Linked DNA regions of Sus scrofa: region 1 is linked to region 2. Evidence: chromatin contacts called from public Hi-C data. All regions are on one chromosome and are shown on one strand. The core of a region is the stretch at or near the end of the contact, and the rest is flanking DNA. Distances in the headings are between cores, read along the strand shown.

Region 1 (2,700 bases), core at 186-2,685, 76 kb after region 2:
CAAGTCGTGCCAACAGGCGGCTGGGACTCCCAGGGCACCTCCTCCACCCCCTCCTCGCCCACTCTCCACAACAGTGGCCTCCGGGGATTCTCTGGGCAGAGAGTGAAGCAGGAAAAGGCAGACCCAGTTAATAGATGGCTTTGTAAATACCCTGGCAGCAGGCAGAAGGGGAACCCTGCACATAACGGCTTCGCCCCCAGGGTGTGAGAGTAGAGGTGAAGGGGCGTCCCCCAGAGGCCCAGGGTCTACACCTGCTCAGGGGCAGCAGCTAACAAACTGACCGATAGTCCAGGAACTTGGAAAGAACAAGATTTGAGGTGTAAGAAGGAAGCGGTCCGGGCCGGGGGTTGTGGATGAACGTCTCAGAAGGGGGAGAGGGTGGGGGGTGGGGCGCCTGTGGGATGCTTGCCGAAGGGCTCCTGCTAAACAAAGGCCTCTGCTAAACAAGGGGCCGCAGCCGCCCTTAGACGTGTCAGGTGGCCTCTCTCCAGCCACCTTCCGGTGCTGCCCAGGGCTTGTTCCACTGGGACTGGGTACAGCGGCCACAGCCGCATCTCGAGCTGAGACACCAAGGAGGTCATCAAAAACCCTGGGTCTTTGCAACCTTCTGCTCCGTCATTTTTGGCAGGTCAGTTTTAGGCCTTGTGCTTCCTGCCTCGTGGTTCCAAAACGACTACTGCTGTTCCAGACTTCACCACTGCATCCACAGAAACAGGAGGAGGGGCCAGAGGCCAAAGGCTCTTTCCCGTTAGGTGTCAAGGCTTTGCCTTTGTACCGAGGAAGGGAGGACCTCCTTAGCAGCCTCTCCCTTACGTCTCATTTGTCAGAAGTAGGTCACTAGCTCAGCCTGAGAGCAATGACTAGCTGAAGGAAATGAGACTGCTAAGGGTGCTGGATAGCAATTAAGGCACATCCTCTGGGGCTCGCTTCCTGAGATCAAGGGCTCTCTGATCCCAACCGACAAAAATTGAGGGGGGCCGGAAGTGAGGCTTGAGGCAGGGATGGGCTGTAGGTTAGACAGGAACCGGTATCTGCCTGTGTAGCCAACATTTACAAATCTAGAGATTGCACTTAGAAATTCAACTCAAGGAGTTCCCGTCGTGGCGTCGTGGTTAACAAATCTGACTAGGAGCCATGAGGTTGCAGGTTCGATCCCTGGCCTTGCTCAGTGGGTTAAGGATCTGGCGTTGCCCTGAGCTGTGGTGTAGGTCGCAGACCCAACGTAGGTTGGCTGTGGCTGTAGTGAAGGCCGGTGGCTGTAGCTCCGATTCGACCCCTAGCCTGGGAACCCCCACATGCTGCGGGTGCGGACCTAAAAAGGAAAAAAAAAAGAAATCTAACTCGAAGAGCGGGGAGGTGAGACGACGGGAACCCCACATTGCCTCCCGGCAAAGTCGGCTGTGGTCTTTAGATGAGTCACGTGTTTGCCACAGGCCCTGCCGCTCTACCGCACACCTGCCGGCTTCACCCATGAGCCTGTGGTTTTGTGACCCCGACTTAGGAAGTAGTTGATTCAGAGCAGTCTGTTTGCTCAAGTGTTTCTCCCGTGGGGCTGGCACAGCATGTGGCGTCCAAGATGTAAATAAGATAGAAAACAAGTCCCCCTGCCTAGTAAGCCACGCTGTCACCCCGCATAAGAGGGCATGAGGGCTTTGCCTTCAGAAAGGCCTCGGCTACTTCCTACCTGCCCCCAGCCTGATTCCTTATCTGTAAGATGGGGGGTGTCGTCTCTCCCGCATCCCGGAGAAGCTTGTATGACCTCATGTACACACGCAGCCCAGGCAAAAAGCGTAGAAGCCCCCAGTTTCTTCTCCGGGAAGGAGGAAGAACCTAGGTACAGTGAATTCTAGGTGGAATTAGGAAGATTTGAGGGTTTTGTTTTTGCTTTTTAAGAATGCACCCGTGGCGTATGGAAGTTCCCAGGCTAGGGGTCGAGTCAGAGCTGCAGCTGCCGGCCTGCACCACAGCCGCAGCAACATGGGATCCGAGTCTCATCTGTGACCTACCCCGCAGCTCACGGCAATGCCATAGCCTTAAACCACTGAGCGAGGCCGGGGATGGAACCCACATCTTCGTGGATACTAGTTGTGTTTGTAACCCCCTGAGCCACAAGGGGAACTCCCAGGAAGGAAGATTTGTTTTTAAGAGCTGAGGCTGCATCTTACTAGCCTGTATGGCTGTATGGCTAGAAGTACTTAATAAACATTTAATGCTGATAATACTGATCATTTAGCTCCGTAGAAGGTAATTATACAAATCGTAAATGTAGAATTATGCCAGGCTGTCATTATGGATAATGGTGTGAGTACAGGGATAATGTGGGCCCACCGGGGCCCATCGTGGTGGTGGCTGCCAGCGGGCAGGCGGCTTACATGTGGGGAGCGGAAGGGAGGGACTGGCACCTGGGCAGCAGGGATGGGGAGCAGTCCGGGCCAAGGGGAGGGTTTGGTGGGAGCCCCATGGTCCAAGATGAGCAGAGGAAAGTCGTTGGAGGGTTTTCAGCAGGAAAGTGACAAGTGCTGATACATGTTTGTTGGGGATCATTTTTTTTTATTATGGCGAACACATGTAACGTGAAATTTACCTCGTAAACCACTTTCGAGAGTACAGGTCAGGGACATGAAGTACATTCACATTGTTGTGCAACCATCGGCACCGTCCATTTCCAGAGATTTTCATCTTCCCAAACTGAACTTCTGC
Region 2 (2,700 bases), core at 201-2,700:
CGGAGACAGAGCCCCTGTCGGCCTGCAGGGCGTGGTGCTGTCGGCCGGGCTGTTCCTGGTGGAGGAGCGTCAGACCTGCCCACCGTCCGTGCTGCCATGGAAACCAGCGAGAGTTTGTGACGTTAGCAGCAGCCGAGACACCCTCCTCTCTGCCGGGAGATGGGGCCACCCTGTCCCCTTAGAGCAGGCGGTTCCTGAAAGTGTACGGTCACGAGCCCCTTTGTCAGCCTGGTGACGCTTATGGATGGATCCCTGTCCAGAATAATGTTTGCGAAGCATAGAACAAAATACTTAGGATGGCAAAGAAAAACCAGTCATATTGAAATAATTACCAAAATAGCAAAACAAAAGGGTGACAGAGTAACCAGGGGTCCTTCTCGCACTCAATAGCAGCAGGTCTAATGAATATCGGGGAATTGAAGCGGTGGTGAGTTTAAAACATACTTTCTGGCATCTGTGCCCGCTGATGAGAGAGCCCGTATTTCCTGCGAGCCTGGGCACACAGACCTCAGTAAGTGGTGGGTAAGATTATGCTCTCAAATGCTAATTGAGTGACCTCGGTGAGACTGGGTTGTTACGGTCTGGTGGTGCATGTCTTCTTAAAATCGTGTTTGGTTCATACACATCTGCGCTCTCAGGAGCCCCTGAAGCACCTGGCTTGCCGGCAGAGTGCACGGCTCAGGTGGTAGCAGACTTGTGTCTGAGTCTGGCTTTGCCTGTTCGTCACCTTCCGGGGTTATAGGTGCTTTTATTTTCGTTGTATTTTTCTGCGTCTTCTGTATTAAGTGTGTGTGTTGATAATGAGAGAGAAAACTACAGCCCGGAAAAGCTTCACTCATTTTGCATCCTCCGTGGCGGGTGGGAAACCCGTGGCTTCCCTGAGTGGGCTCTTGCCCCCAGGGGCGCTTCCGGAAGCCCCCTGCTCTAGTCAGTGAGGCGGGCAGGGGGGGCCCGGGGGCTCAGGATGGCCCCGCCCACGAGCTCTCTGTGACCTGGTGCCTCTGCAAGGGTGCCAGGCTTCTTCTCTTGGAGGGGGTCTGTGAGGTGGCCTCTGTTGTGGGCGTCCTGCCCTCCCATCCCCCCACCAGTACTGGTGCCAGGATATGTCCCTGGCTCCTTGGCTCTGTGACCTGGGCCCCATCCAGGTGGGGTGGGGGGAGGTGGCTGTGCAGCTTCAAGTTGTGTCCATGTGTCGCCATTCCACACTTGGTGCCGGGGTGGGGGAGGGTGGCACTGGGATGTGGGATCCACTCTGGCCAGGGGGCTCCCAGGAGATGGCAGAGGGGGCTGCGTCCCCCAGCCCTGCTCTGTGGCCCTCCCCTGGACAGTCGGCAGCAGTCCCGACCGAGGGGGCAGGCTTCTGTAGGAGGACCAGCAGCGCCCTTCGGAAGCTTACAGTACGATGACAGGTTCGCGCGCCTGGGAGCGCTCACGGCTCCCTGGTCTCTGTGACCCGGTTACTCACACAGGAAGTCCGTGACTCACTCACTGCATGCTCCCCTTTCACTGATTGAGCTGTGGCTCTAAAAACGGAAATTTTAAACACGGGTGTGGAATGATCAGCGGTTCAGCAAACACTTGGTGCCCACTTTGTGCCTGCCACTGTGCTAGCTCTCAGGCCTGGGAACCCGGCCCAGACCTCGCCCTGTCCAGAGGACGGGGCTGGTGGCTGGGTCACGAAAGTGCTAGGGGCTGCTGGCAGCTCATTGCCCCCCCACCCCCGACAGCCAGTGTTCCTGAGTGAAGAAGGCTTTGCCTTCCCCACCCCAGTGCTTCCCGCCTCTACCTCCCAGCCGCCCAGAGGCAAGGCTGACACCTCCGAAACAGCGGGACAGTCAGAACTGTTGGATGCGTGAACTTGGGGACTGTGCCAGGCCTGCTACCTGGGTTGGGGGGTTGGAGCATAAGCTGCATTTCTCCAGGAAGAGTGGAGAAGGTGGGAGGGAGCCTGGAAGGGGGCGTCACTGGACATGGCAGGGGCTCGGAGGTGGGTGGCATGCTGGTGGTGCTTGGGGCTGGGTCCCTGCTGGGCTGGCAGCAGAGCCGTGGCCAGGTCAGTGGTGGTGACCTAACGCCTACTCGGTGGTGTCTCCTTGGGGACACCTCCCCCGGGGCCGCCTCCTCTCGGGCTGCTCCCTGGGCTTCCATTTGTTCGTGGACGTTGGTGGCACCCATTGCTGGGAGCCCGGGCTGAGGAGGAGAGCTCGTGCTCTGGGTGGGCTCGGGAGCATGAGCCCACCAAGCCCCCCGCTCGTCCTTTCCCTCCATCCCCCAGAGGCACATGTGCTCGCCTCTAGATGATGCTGGGGTGGATTTGCAGAGTTCCCGGTGTCACCTGCAGTGCCCCTTCTTGGTAGGCTATCTGCTGGGCGCCTTCTCCCACCTGCCAGACGCGGTGGAGCTCTGGGTTCTCCTGGGTGCTCCCCAGGGTGTGGTTTGTAGATCCTGCCGCTGGTTTTGGCTCTACGCTCGGGACCCCCTGCTCACTGGGAAAGCAGGTGCAGGGTGTCCCCGAGGACGGAGGCCTGGCGGAGCCTTCGTGTCTCTCAGTGGGAGAGCTTCCTTCTCGAAGGTATGAAACAGAGTCCCCATCATGGCGCAGTGGTTAACGAATCCGACTAAGAACCATGAGGTTGTGGGTTCGATCCCTGGCCTTGCTCAGTGGGTTAAGGATCTGGCGTTGTTGTGAGCTGTGGTGTA

Evidence for each region. Hi-C and Micro-C count contacts between places; a contact is called where the count stands out from the background.
Region 1: a contact with region 2 is called in a Hi-C map of blood, with 2.0 times the contacts expected there. The contact joins two enhancer-like sites. A contact is called at or near these places in 9 of 47 Hi-C or Micro-C datasets (blood, differentiating spermatogonia, embryonic fibroblasts and 6 more) and 2 of 2 datasets of contacts at active chromatin or transcription factors (alveolar macrophages and skeletal muscle).

What each region holds. Positions count from the first base shown.
Region 1 is chr4:3,036,911-3,039,610 of Sscrofa11.1, forward strand. No RefSeq gene overlaps it. Among named protein-coding and RNA genes, the nearest start is that of CHRAC1, 9.5 kb to the left of the region's middle. Within about 2 kb of position 1,436, at least 9 of the 83 cell types and tissues checked have an H3K27ac peak or open chromatin away from gene starts, as enhancers often do.
Region 2 is chr4:2,960,616-2,963,315 of Sscrofa11.1, forward strand. No RefSeq gene overlaps it. Among named protein-coding and RNA genes, the nearest start is that of AGO2, 4.8 kb to the right of the region's middle. Within about 2 kb of position 1,451, at least 38 of the 83 cell types and tissues checked have an H3K27ac peak or open chromatin away from gene starts, as enhancers often do.